Linked DNA regions of Ovis aries: region 2 is linked to region 1. A link is a contact called in public Hi-C data. All regions are on one chromosome and are shown on one strand. Each heading gives the region's core, a stretch centred on a gene start, on an enhancer-like site or on the middle of the called end of the contact. The rest is flanking DNA. Distances are from core to core; before and after follow the strand shown. Region 1 has its middle 280 kb from the start of TRNAW-CCA. Region 2 holds the start of OSR1 (odd-skipped related transcription factor 1).

Region 1 (7,065 bases), core at 2,316-4,815:
TCTTCCCAAAACTTCCAAATGAGAAGACTCTGAGTCCCTCCTTATTCTGAAAAATGCTGAGTGGGACAGTGCTTGTGCTTAGCATATGAACAACTCCTATAGATCCAGAGCTGTCTTTCCCCAAAGCCCTCAGAATGTCAGTGCATCTGGAACCCTTCACAGGAACTTGGGCTGCTTATGGGAACCTGCTGTAAGAGTAGAAAAGGAAGAAGGACTCGGGGATTAGAATCAAAAGAATTTGCCCACATTCTCACTTACATGCTAGTTAGAGTTAAAGGGGAATAACATGCACTCCTAAGTGTTACTGAGGGAATTATGGCCATGGTTATCAAATAACTAAACAAAATCTGGTACACAGGAAGTGCTCACTATATAGAAGCTATTTCCTACTATAGAGGAGAATGCAGGCAGGTTGCTGGATTTATTGGATCATTCTCTCTGCATCTGCGAGATTCCAAGGGAGCTGATGTAACCAGGGACATGGCCTAGTTAGTTCTAGGAAAACCTACAAAGAAACTTAACTTTTCCCTTAAACTTTAGCAGAGCTAAGAGGACCAACTCTTCCAAAGTTTGAAGAAGAGCAAAAGGCTGAATTCAGGTTCTAGTTGTCATGCAGACAAGTAGAATCTCCTTACCACACGTCTTCCAGTACATATGTGCACAGAGGTGTATGGTGCTGATGAATGCACACACTCAAGGACTCACGTGTACACACTGATGTATACACACGAAAAGCCTCTCCCACTTTAAGCCTGAGCACCCTCCTTGATCCCTGCACCCTGTTCTTAAGCCCCTGGGCTGTGCTGAAGGAGAAGAAACTGCTGTTTCAAGCTTGTTGAAGTCTAATTCATCAAAATAGTTCAGGTTACCCCCTGCAGCACTTTACAAGGCATTTTAAGCATTTTTTCATGGGGTTGGGAAATCATGTTTCACCAGTAATAAACAGAGTAGAAAGAGCCGAACCCCCAAAGATTAGAGCTCAGTTTCAAACTCAGAATTGAGGCAGGCAGAGTGGGTCGGTCCTATCACAGAAAATCACCAACTCCCTTTCCTCAGCAGAGCAAGACATACTCTGGAAGAAAGAGCAGAGACTAAAACTCAAGCACAGCAGTTTCTAATATTTTTCCCCTTGATTTTTCTTAATTAATGTTGACTAGCTTAACGAAGCAATTAAAGGGCTTATTTGCTTTTTAAATCACATGTGAAATTTAAGAAACCTTGAAATAGAAGAAATATTTGTCCCCAAGATCTTATCCCACCAGGAATATCAGTTTGAGTGTTCTCCGACCTCTGGAGACTGAGGACAATTGGCCCTACTCTCCAAATAAGCCCAAGCAAAATGGACATGGCAGGAGCTAACTGTGCATGGAGAAATCCCTTAAGGTAAAGGGCTGTTTCGTCAGTGTACTTCGAAGACTTCCACTGAAAACAACAATAATAGTTAGTTTTCAATAATAACTTGAACAATAATATATGAATAATGATATCCTTCATTTATTAAGGACTGATGTGCTGGCAGTTAAGTTGTATATTATTCATACATTATTAGTATTTTAATCCAAGTCCATAAGTTCCCTTCCCTCTTTCTAACACAGTAAGAAAATAGGGACTCCGGGAGGTTAATTGGCATGGTCAGGTTCCCACACCTGGCGTGGCCTGGATTTAAGCTTTTTTACTCTGAGACACATGGTCTTTTCATGATATTTTACTGTCCATGTTTGTGACAATTCTTAACCACAAGAACTGTGACCTGAGCAGCACCAGAGTATTATTAAATAATTGCATTTGTGTCTGTATACTTATATTTCAGTTAACGTAATAGCATGTATAAACAATGCTATTAAAATTTGCTTTTTTAAATTTCAGCAATCATATAATAAAATTGTATTATAACATAATATACATTATATGACATATAATATACTAGTAATATAATTATTGTTTTGTCATTTTATATCTTAAATTATTTATTTAAGCTGATAAAATTACATATAAGTATATAAATTATATAAATATAAACAATATGTATTAATATAATATATAAAACATGATACTTGATATAGGGCACATAGACAAAATAGACTCATTATAAAAACCATAATATAATGCTATATAATGATCTATAAAGCATATATATATGATATATGTAATATTTACATAAATATAATACATAATATATAATATGTGGGAATTATATTTTAAGCAAGAATATAAAATTATATTTAACATTTTCATATAACGATAGAGATTAATAATTGTTGAATAAGTAGACATTAATACTTACAGGGTAATATTCCATATCAATATAGTGATAAATGAATTTTATTATTAAATAATCTAATTAATAAATCATTAATAAGTTGGGATATCCATAGTCTATGTAGGCACCTCTAGCTATGGCAAGTTCATATATATTGCCTATCATATTCTAGAATCAGTGCTAGGCACTTATATCACCTCTGATAACCCTTACAACAAGCCAGCAAGGTAGATGCCAACAGTGGAAAATAAATTGAGGTTCAGATGAGTTAAATGTTCTGTTTTGTTTTACCTTCCAAGACACAGAGCTAGTAGAAGAGCCTTACGTAAGCCTGATGTTGTCTGATTCCATATCATACGGTCTTTGTACCCTACCAGGGGAGATAAGTAGCTGGAGAAAAGAGAGTGACAAAACAAAGGAAGGGAAAGGAAATTGTATCTTGATGCCTGCCCAGTCCTTACAGTGGAGAACAGTACGGCATATAGTAAATTCCGCTGATGCAATCAGAAAGCAAAAGAAGCTGACTCTGGCTCCAATCCAGCCATTCCTTCAGCCACTTGCTAAGGATTTAGGGTTGTTCCCCAGGGTACTGATGGGCAGGGAAAGACATGGGGTGGCAGCTCATGGCCATATCCTGATGCTGGCACGTGCAGGCTGGTTGTCAGGCCCCGCCCAGCACGGCACCCTTGTGATCAGAGTCTGCACACTCAGTGGCACACCCTTGGCCTCCATCTATTTTTCCCACTTCTGGGATTGCAGCCTACATACTTGGCATTGGAAAGCTTGGCAGCTTTCAGGCAGATTGGGAGGACATCCCAGATGGGCACTGGATCAACAGTGCCAACAGGAGGAAAAAAACATGTGAGCTCAGGGAGATTTCTTAACTATTTACCAAATAGGGGGAATTGTTTATTTTCCTCATATCTCCCAGAGAGTCCATTTATGAGCTCCATTTACGACTTCAAACAGGCAAGTTGGCAGACACATGGCAGTGAAGATAAGAAGATGACTAATTAATGGTCTTGCAACAGGTTTCAGCACCCAGACCTACAACTACTTATATTTTTTTTTTTTCGTAACCACTAACATTTATTTTCAAATACAAACATGCTTTTAAGTATTTTTGTTAATACGGCTAATAGTTTTATCTTGTTCCTGGCACTATTTCCTCTTCTTGATAGGGTTATAAATAGGGTATTCCACTTGGCATGGATCTTGTTCATGGCATTGAAGAGATGGTTCTATACTTACTGTAGCAAAACAGCACATAGTTGGCATACTTTCTTCTAAACTCTCCTAACATTTACACTGCCATCTGCATACTTTTCAGTTGACTTCACTCTGAAAATTGCCTGTTCCTCTGATACATACCAGAGACTTGGCTACTTGGACATTTGGAAAAAAAAGAAAAGCAAAGAGCAGAACATGAACGAGCATTCTTCCCATTTCTGCTCCCAGGCATTCAATACTTGCAATAGTCATTTGTAAGAACCATTTACAGAAGAAGTCATTTAAAGAAGTCATTTGTAAGTGGCTTCTCTTATGGTCAGTTTCAATTTTAAGATCTCAGGATTCTGTGACAGCTTTAACTAGCACATTGCTATTGATGACTTCACTGTTTTCCTTAGGTTTATATAAGTGCCTGAATTCAGGTAAATGCATAGCAAAAGCCAAGATTCCTATCACAGATTTTTTTTATAAGGAAACTCAAACAATAAAATCATAACTGAGGATTCAGAGCTAAAATCCTTCCACAAATTCTGCTGCTGCTATTTCAAAGATACTGTACAGTTTGGGTGAGATTAAGATGGCAGAAAATAGTACCTCTGGAAGTTTGAAGATTTTCATTGCTGTGAGCAAAGAAGGCCTTGGAGTACATATTTCCAGAATTCTATCTCCGAGATACTCCAGTGGCTGTTAAGCTGATATTCCTTTCCCCTTAAGGTCTAAAAAAGGCAAGGGGGTGGTTTTGGCCATAGTCTTAGCCTCTCCGAAGTCTCTGAGTCCATCTCTTTCCTTCAGTCAGAAAGTATCTCTCTCCCCCTGGGGTAAACGTATAACTCTGTGATAGCCTCAGTTTATCATCCAAGGCCCCTTTGAACTGCCCTATCCAAAATGGTGGTCTCTAGTCGCATGTGGATTTTACATTAAAAATAAGAGTAAATGAGACAAAATTTCAGTTTCATAGTCACATCCACCACTTTTCAATAGTATTCAATAGCTGCATTTGGCCCATGATTAGTCACGGCCAATGCTCGTTAGAAAACATTTCCCTGATCTCCAAGCTGATCTAAAGCCCGGTTAAACCCTTGTTTGCTAGGCTTTTCTCCCCATGGTCCTGCTCATCCAAGCAACCCTCCGATAAATTGAATATTCATTGTTTTCTGCAAATGTCTTGAACTTAACCAACATTGTCTTTGCTATTACCAAAGCTTGGGGTGCTCTCTGAGAATTTTGCTGTCTTTCAGACTTACAAGCAAGGTATCATTTTCCTTTTTCAATCTTCCCAATTAGAGTTCTGCCTTCTCTGAAACCCCAGACCACACACCACTCCTTATGCATGGCACTACATAATCATGCTCATTCTCTACCAGGTTACACTTTTTTTAAAAAAAACAGCAGAGGTGGTATGGGCATCCTTGTTTTTTATTTAATGCCCTCTTGTTTTTGTTATTTATGAGTTTATTTTTATCTAAAATCTGGAGACATTCATGAGGAAAGATACATGTGGTGACTAAGTTGGAAGGAAAAAGTGAAGAAACATGGTTATGTTAACAGTGTGGAAATATACATATGTCAAAAGTATGAAAGAAGGAGGATGGGGTTGCTGCCCTATGAATATACTAGACAAAAGTCCTATAATTAAAGTCTGATTCTGCCCCTTAGTCTTAAAGATCTGAGTGTAATAATTATCCTCATTAAACCTCAGAGTTTTCTGGGTTTTTTTTTTTCTTTTTTCATCTAGAGAATAGAAATAGTAATGCTATTAATAGTAATGTACAGGTTTCGTACATATCACTTGAGAGATAATATATGTAAAAGTGTGACTTTAAAACAAAAAGCCAGAATTCTCATATAAATGTGAGGTGTCATGTTAACAGCAAGCTTCCAGAGAAGAAGGATATGGAATCCGAAGAAACATATGTTGCCTGGGCCCCCTCACAAACCTGCTTCACTCTGACAAAGCCCAGTCTACTGATAAGGTTCCAGTAGGCTTTTTGTGAGTTATCCACAGGGTTCTCTTTTTATCTCACAGACATATTTATATATCTATAAGTATCTATAATTTTTTTTTTTATTCCACACTCCTTGGGATGTAGTTATGGCTGTTTGAATGTTTACTTTTCAGACATTCCTTTTCCCTTTGAAGAAATCCACAAAAGAGAGAGAAAAATGCTGACAAGTTTTCAAAGTCATGATTTATAGGAATGATTTCTGAAAAGCAAGTGGACAACATCCGAGTTCATCATCAAATAATATTTCTTAAGCACCCTCTAGTGTCTGGCCCTAAGCCAGATGATTCAATGCCTGGAGAGGCTGCAAACTTTTTTTTTTTTTTAAAGAAAAATGAACGCTCACACTGACTCCTGAGAAGCAAGTCTGAACCATTTAGGATGGTGGTGGTTTAGTTGCTATATTGTGTCTGACTCTTGCAACCCATGGACTGTAGCCCACCAGACTCCTCTTTCCATGGGATTTCCCAGGCAAGAATACCGGTTGCCATTTCCTTCTCCAGGGAATTTCCCCTAACTAGGAATTGAACCTGCCATCTCCTGCACTGGCGGGCAGATTCTTAACCATTTGAGCCACCAGGGAAGCCTTTAGGACTCTTTCTCAAAGGTATTAAGAACAGATTGTTTTAGAAAAAAAATCAATGTAGTTAGAAATCCTAATACTATTAAATATAATTCAAAGCTCAGTTTAAAATAGACATGAAGACGAAAGACAGAATCAAAAATTATACTAGGAATCTGAAGAATCTGAAATCTAAGCAAATCACAGGGCACGAAAATCTGTTCTGTAAGTGAGAAAATTTTGAGTCTAAGAAAACGTAAGATGCTTGACTAGATAGGTATCATCTAGTAGGAATGCTATGCTAGACCCATCTGCCGTCTAATTAAGCTGTGACTGGTACTAGCCTGTCGTCTTCACCCAACAGATTCTCAAGTAGGGCAGTGGCAAGAGTGCAGTGGGTAGAATCAGACGACTTGTGGTCGAGGGTCAACTCTAACACATACTTGGCTATGTGATTTGGAACATGTCACTTAAAATTCATGACCCTAGTTTCTTCACATGTAAAATAACGATAATTCTGCCAACTTTGTGGGATTGTTTAGACTTTAGAGATTAAAAAAGATACCATGGACCAGTTCCTTGAACATAGTACTTGCCCACAAAATGTCAATATTTTTTCTAGTTGTCTGATTGACTTGGTATTCAGTGGGTTTATAATATATGTTCAACTTGACTTCTGCATTTATTTCCTCAAAGGAAGTTTCACTACTTTTCTTCATCATCTCCATGTTTTTGAGAATAGGATCGCATTATATATTATGATATTGAGGTAGGAGAGTCATCCTTGCATAGACTAGCTGACTTCAAAGATAAGTGCCTAATCATTGACTGAATGTATGATCAGATCAATTCATGCATTCATTCATTCATTTAACTCGCAACTCCAAATTCAGGGTGGTCCATTTGCTAACTAGGAGAACCTTATTAACAAGATGAACTAGATGATTTCATCACATACAAAAGATCTTTGTAGGCATGGAAATTAAGAATAGTGAATCATTTTAAGAAGT
Region 2 (6,977 bases), core at 4,417-6,916, 350 kb before region 1:
CCAGTACTGTGGTGGTGGTAATCACATTGCAATATAAGAGGATATCAAACCAACTGGTTGTATGCCTTAAACTTCTACAGTGTTACATGTCAATTACATCTCAATAAAATTTAAAGCAGCTTTTTCTTTTTTTTTTTTAATTGCAGCTTCAATATATACACTATCATGTATAAAATAGATAACCAATGGGAATTTGCTGTATGACTCAAGGGAACTCAAACCAGAGTTCTGTTACCACCTAGAGGGGTGGGAGGTGGGTGGGAGGTTAAAGAGGGAGGCAACATGTGTATACCTACGGCTCTGACTCTTGCTGATGTATAGTAGAGACCAACACAATATTGTGAGGCAATTTTCCTTCAATTAAAACTAAATCAGTTTGGAAAAAAATTGCAGCTTCGATGCCAAGGAGTAGAAAGGGTCCAGATGAAATATTCTGTAGGGAATTACAGGAAGGAAAGGGACCTGGAATCCAGTGGCCTGGGAGGAAGGTGAGGGTAGGAGGAGACCTGGCTTGTTTCAGAAGCAGCTCCTCATCCTCTTCCTTTGGTCCTTCAGAAAGCTGGACTGGCAGTCCCAGGAGGGGCCTGGTCCAGAAGCACCTCTGAGCTGAGGAGGGAGGGCTGGGAGGGAGGAAGTGGCCCCAAAGAGTTATCTGTGAGCTAGCACTAACCCAGCTCCGAGAGTGCATAAAACTTTCACAGTAGATCCTGGATCATCATTTTTCCAGGACCAGAAACCAATGGTGGCATACAGTTGCTAAGTATTTCAAACTCTTAAACCAAATCAAGCAAAAAAAAAAACCTCATAAACGTGAAGCAGGGAAAACAGAAGTTTTGTTCTTTGGAAGGGCAAGAACGTGTGTAGTTTTAAACAAGGTAAATTTCGTAACTCAGAAAAGAACATTTAAGGCAGTTGCAGGGGAAACCCACTCTGGAGACAACCCGATTTGAGACTTTTCAAGGAAGGGACGCCGAGAGATGTCACTTGTTCACCAGCAGGTGGCGCGTTTTCTTTAGGATTACGGTCCCCACGTCTCGGTAGAACATCGCAGCCAGACTTGCCCCGAATTCCCTCGCCGGAAATCGCCATGCAGATAATAACCCTCCAGTGTCTGGAAATTAATTACCGCGAACGCGCATTCCTCCAGCGCCGACCGCCGCCTATGTAGCCGGTCAGAGTCACAAAGCCACGGGTGCAGTTAGGTATTTCTGTCCGCAGGGCTTCCCCCTGACTATACGCGATTCAGTTAAGAACTTTTGTTCTTCAACTACAGTTTGGTTAGACACTGCGTCGCTTCTAATACATTTATTTTCACCTTCGGATAAAAGGAAAATTCTATAATCTTAGATACGTCGAAAATAATTCTGACAACTCATACTTGTACAAAAAGTGAAAAACAAACAAACTCCACAATGTAAGCTCACATTTAACATCTGATTTTCCCCAATTTAAGGAGTGATTTTCATTCCATTTTCCAGGGCTAATCTGGGAGTTCATGCAATTCCACATGAATATTCGTGCTTCGTACATCTTCTCATAATAAACCAAGGGTAGATGTATGCATGCCAGAATCGATTTAGTAAGGTGACAAATAGTAACAAGATACTTATGTGCTCATAAAGCGCTTAGGAAACGGGAAACTGCCTGGAAAAACAGTTCAGTTTCCCTTTCAGTTTTGATACCGTAACTTGTCTGTCGCTGTCACAGTAAACACCAGCTCGTGGGTTCACCTGTGATCTATTCTCCTTAAGACCCTGGAGTTGCTTGTACCTTATCAGAGCGTGTTATCTGCCCAAGTGTGCGTGGAAGTCCTGTTGCCTACCTCCCCGTGCTTAAATACTCCCCCCCCCCCACCCCCGCAAAGCTGGATTTTGACCTGATTGATCATAATGGTTCCAGAGGAACTATTGAGCCATTACAATCCATCATCTCAATGATTACAGAGGGATCCCTAAATCTCCTGGTTATTTGAAAGCTCTGTACACGCTTAAAGGGGGGTCAAATGAGCAGACCCCCAATCGTCCACAAAGTAGTTACAGGAAAGCTTGCGTTGGAAGCAAAAGCTCGCAATTACTAAGCAAATTCCTTTTTTTTTTTTAAAGAGGTCATTTTTGTGTGGTTGAGAAGTGAGGAGAGGTGGGGTTCATTTTTTTTATCCAATCCCTCCCCCCAAAGCAAAATAAGCGACCTTCTCGTTAATTTTCTGGAAGCTGCTCAATTTTCACTTTGAAGACAGGCTGGCGCACTTTCCTTCCTAGTGAGCAGGAGTCGGGAGAGGGTCTGAGGTTGGGGCGGGGGTGGGGGGGGGGCGGTGGTCTGGCAGAGGCTGTCACCACCCCCTTTTACGCCCAGGATTGGCGCGGCGAGGGCTCACTTCGGAACGCGGCGCAGGGCGATCCACGACCCGTTGCCACGTGCCGGCTTGGGTATCGCTCTCTGCTGGACCCCATCGGCACAGGCAGAGAGAAGTCGGAGCTGAGCTGGAGGCCCGGTTGTTACTGTGGGGCCATTTCCCCAAGGCTTGCTGCGTCCCAGACTCGGGTGTCCGCGGTTGCGCGGGGCTGGCGGTGGGTGGGTGAACCAGAAACAAGCAGTGGCGGCGGAATTTGAACCTGGTCTGGTTCCGGGATGGAGCCCGCGGGCTCTAAGCGTGTAGAGGCTGCAGCCACGGCGGGGCACCTTGCGCGGGACGCCCCGGAATGGCTTGGGCGTCTAGAGACGAGTTTCTCCACCTTCACTGGCCCCCGGGGGGCCATAGAGTGGTTGAGTCCCGTTCGAATACCGAGGACGTTGACTACACTGGAACCATGATGTCCTTGCGAGTTTTAAACGAATCTTAGTTGAAAAGCAAGTTACCTGGTAGCCCTTTTCTCCTCAATATACCCACACTGCAGTCCAGACACCTCGAGGGTACCTAGACTCAGCTTAGTCTGATCAATTTCTCTTAATAGGGGGAAATTCTCTTAATTGTTCCCATGGCACAGAGAGGTGAGGGGTTCTTAACTTCCCGGGTTTCTTCCTTCCAACCAGAGGGAACTAGAATCTGGTTGGTCTCCACTGAGTACTGAAGCCAGGGTTTTTGGGAGTCATCCACTTGGGAGCTTGGCTTGAGATGGGGGACTCTCCAGCAACTATCAAATCTTGAATTTCGTTATTCTAGCTTTCTGGGGCTGTTCACAGTCCAAGACCTAGAAAGAATGTCGTTGAAGCCAGGTGTCTGAAACAGAGACAAGGCTGGGCAATGCCAATGTCCCGCATCTCTCTCGTCTTGTCCTACCTTGCAGATCAGCTCCGGAGGAGGCAGCTTGAGAGGCAAAGCCTGAGATGCTCAGCTAAGAGAGACAGCTCTAGCCTTGCAGCCCCATCTTGCTCCATACCAGCTATTAGTTACAGGGTTTGACCTGAGTGGGGATCAATTTTCCAGATAACCTGGCAAAAGCAGTATTAAACAACCGAGTTACAAGGCCCTTTCTTTAGGATCCCTAAAAACTTTCTCCAAGAGTTCTTTAGGGATTCTACTACCTGGAGATTTCTAGAAGTCTTTGAGTCATGTTGGCCAGGGACCCTGGTTCAGAAGAAAGAGGCAAGTGGAAAGATGGAGTCAGCACAGTTGCACTGGGTGGAGTTCTGAGCAAGAGATGGGGTTTGTACATGCCAGGAGGCTCCTTCCATCCTACCCAAACATCCTCTTCCTGGGAGACATTTTCTAAGTGGTCTGGACAGTCAGATGCCTCATTGTGGAGGCCTCTTTGGATTCTTTCACTGCTGAATAGTTGGAGGAGACCCTGGTTTTACCCTCAGTCCTTCAGAAAGAGCCTGGCCTCCAGCCCTTGGTAGCTTTGACCTGGGCAGGTAGGAGGGCAAATGGGTGCCCTCCTCCCGAACCCAAGGCGGGCTGTTCCAAAGAGGTGGCAGGGAGGGAACTGGGCTGGGGTCAGCTGGAGGTCAGCTCTTGGAGCCAGGCAGTCAAGGGGTTAGTGGTACTCTCCCTAAAGCAATAGATGGTGCTAAGCTTTGTCTCCTAGGACACCCTGAGACTAGGGCACACAGTTTCCCTGGCCCAAGGTGGAAGCTGGTACAATCCAGGAATGCCCTGCTGGACTTTCCCTCCAGGCCTTCCTTTGCTCCTGGAATTTGCTGCCTTGGAATCTCAAGGAAGGGAGTGATCTCAGCTCCTTCTGTTCCCAAGGGGCCTCCCAAGGGCCAGAATGTCACCCCAGGCTAGGATTTTTTCAGCTGCACAGGCAAACTTACATGGGTTCCTTACTCTAACACTAACCTGGAGGGGGTAAGTACAGTCTCCCTTATGGCAAAGACTGCACCCATTTGCCCTCCTACCTGCCCAGGTCAAAGCTACCAAGGGCTGGAGGCCAGGCTCTTTCTGAAGGACTGAGGGTAAAACCAGGGTCTCCTCCAACTATTCATTATGGGGGGCATTTCCACGACCATTTTCCTAGGTCAGGAAACCAAGACTCCTTTAAAAAGAAAGCCAATGCAGACTTGCAGACCAAAGTTGGAAAGGTCTCCAGAGACACAGTGCCCCTATGCAAGAGACCCACAGAAGCCAGGTCCAGTCTCCAGGGCTAGGGGAGAGGGGTCATTAAGCAGCAGCCTTGGGGGCAAACCCCACGAGTACAGAGGTGCGAATCTGGATCCACCCAAGCCTGGGAGACCAGCCCCTCCTCCCGAACCCAAGGCGGGCTGTTCCAAAGAGGTGGCAGGGAGGGAACTGGGCTGGGGTCAGCTGGAGGTCAGCTCTTGGAGCCAGGCAGTCAAGGGGTTAGTGGTACTCTCCCTAAAGCATAAGCAGTGAAGACAGAATTTCTGGCAGTCAGAACCCTGACCCTTGCTCTCATCCCAAACTCCACTTGAATCAGCCTCTTGGACTCAAAGACCCTAGAGCTGAAGAACTTTGCAGCTTGCATCGCGGCTCTGTGGTACTTAACTCTCCAATCTCTCATCCATCCTTCTAAAACAAAAGAATACAGGATTTTAGAGGGCATGAATCTCAGAAGGTTTTTGGGTCCTAGGAAAATAACTATCTTGACTTCTTGCCCCATCCTCCGCCTCTAATCTTTCTAGCGAACTCGGTAACCCAGGGTTTGGGGCCAGTCATAGGCATTGGAGTCTGGGTGACCGCCCTGGCGCTGAGCATTCTCGGATGTCCTGAAGCTGTTCGGTTCCAGAGGTATTCTGGGACAAGACAGGCTATTCGGCGGGGCCGAGGTATGTCGGGGCCCAAACTAAGGCGCCAGGATCCCGACGCACCGCCCCCCTGCCCCCGCCTACCCCGACCTTGCACGGGCTGTGTCCTAGGCGCGCAGGAAGGGGACAGAGAAGTTTCAGCCCAGTTTCATATGGAAGAGGCTGTTTTATTCGAGCTCGCCTGCCGGAACCTCGTGGGCCTAACACGCAGAAAGGGTCGCACAGATCTGAAGAACCGGGGACGCAGGTCCCGGGAGGTCGGGGCCAGGCGAGCGCCGCAGTCCCAGTCTGCTGCCCGGGTCAGCAAAACTTTGTGTCTCAGTGCGCAGGCGCAGGGAAGGATGGTAGCGGGGAGGGGGCAGGGGAGGGAGGGGAGGAATCCTGAGGCTAGGGGAGCGGGGAGGGGGGAAGGAGGGAGGGTGGTGGATTAAAATAAGTAGGCGGCTCGGTGCTAAGGGGTAAGTGAGTCGGAGCTCGGTCTCTCCCCAGCGCTTTCTCAGCCGCTCCGGGTTCAGACCCAACCAAGGAACCGCGAGAGAAGTTCACCACCCCCTGGGCGGACAGGACTCCAGGGCCGCTGAGCGCTCCCGCGTGTAGGGCGCTCGGAGTCCCCGCGGCCGCCGGAGAGGGGCCGGGACTCTTGAGCTCCGCGGGTGCCTGTGGAAATCCAGCGCCTCTGGCTATCCGGGTGCCCCCGCAGCGGGAGCCCCAGAGACGCGCTCAACTCCGGGACCGCCGCGGAATAAGGTAACTGCAGCCCTGGGCTCCCGGGCTTGGCGAGGGGAATGCGGGCAGGATCCCCGGGGTCCCCTTGTCACCGCTCGGCGGGTGTCTCTTCTCTCTCCAAGTCCCGGGAAGAAGCTCCTCTTAACAAATGAAGACTGCTGGACCTCTGTGAAAGTGAGAGCAGCTGCAGTCCTGGGTGCTTGGGGGTGCTGGCTCAGGAATTTCTCGTGCGGGGGTCCTCGGCCTCTGACCTGGGGGAATGAAGGGGCGGGTCGCCGTTACTACCCCCAGCGCCGCCGGGCTTCGCGGAATCCCGGGCGAGGTGCCCGCGGACTTCGGAAGTCAGCTTGTGGCCGAAGCTGACTTAAGAAACCGAAGCAACTTGTGTGGGCACAAACTTTCCCAAGACGCGCGCCTAGCTCAATCTGACCTACCTTAGCTGAAGAAGGAGGAAAAGAGAGTGGCCGGACGGCCACGGCCGCCCGCGCCAAGGACAGGTGCACGCCCCCACCGGGTCGCGCTCCCTTGAGCTGGTCTTTTTGCAGAGTTGCGATCAGGTACGCGGCCGGCCCCACCCGGGAGTGCCGCCCGCGTGCCTGACCCCGCGTCGCATTTGCGCTCCGACTAAGGGGTGTTGTCTGTTCGGTGACTGCTCTTGTGGTCGAGGCCTGGAGAGTAACCCGCGACTGACCCGGTAAAGGGGAGTATGTAGGGGGCGCGAGCACTACTCCCCAATCAGAGACCCGGCACGCCGCGGTAGGGGAAACACTGCAGCTGCGGATGTTCTCAGTTTCAGGCTTGAAAGGGCAAGATTCGTTTGCTCCCGGGACTGTCTCCCTTCAGGGTGGGAGCCGGAGGAGAGAGGGAAAGAGGTGACGGGCTGCCGGCTGAACTCATTTCTCCCAGGAAATTTCTCTCGTAAGAGGAATGAAAACCCACAGCCAGTCCTTTTTCAGCAGCTCGGCCAGTCGCGGGGTAGGTTCTTGGAGTATAGAGGAGCTGCGACAGTTTCTTTGTTGCCACAATTTGGTAAATTTCACCCGGGC

What was found. Hi-C and Micro-C count contacts between places; a contact is called where the count stands out from the background.
Region 2: a Hi-C map of skin fibroblasts shows a contact between it and region 1, with 1.7 times the contacts expected there. The contact joins the promoter of OSR1 here to the enhancer-like site in region 1. A contact is called at or near these places in 2 of 16 Hi-C or Micro-C datasets (skin fibroblasts and tail adipose tissue).

What each region holds. Positions count from the first base shown.
Region 1 is chr3:26,940,316-26,947,380 of ARS-UI_Ramb_v3.0, reverse strand. No RefSeq gene overlaps it. Among named protein-coding and RNA genes, the nearest start is that of TRNAW-CCA, 280 kb to the right of the region's middle. Within about 2 kb of position 3,565, at least 12 of the 54 cell types and tissues checked have an H3K27ac peak or open chromatin away from gene starts, as enhancers often do. A contact at or near this core is called in tail adipose tissue, where this site is marked.
Region 2 is chr3:27,294,735-27,301,711 of ARS-UI_Ramb_v3.0, reverse strand. It overlaps OSR1 (odd-skipped related transcription factor 1), which reads left to right and starts at 5,666. Exons shown (of 3, transcript XM_004005704.4): 1 at 5,666-5,952.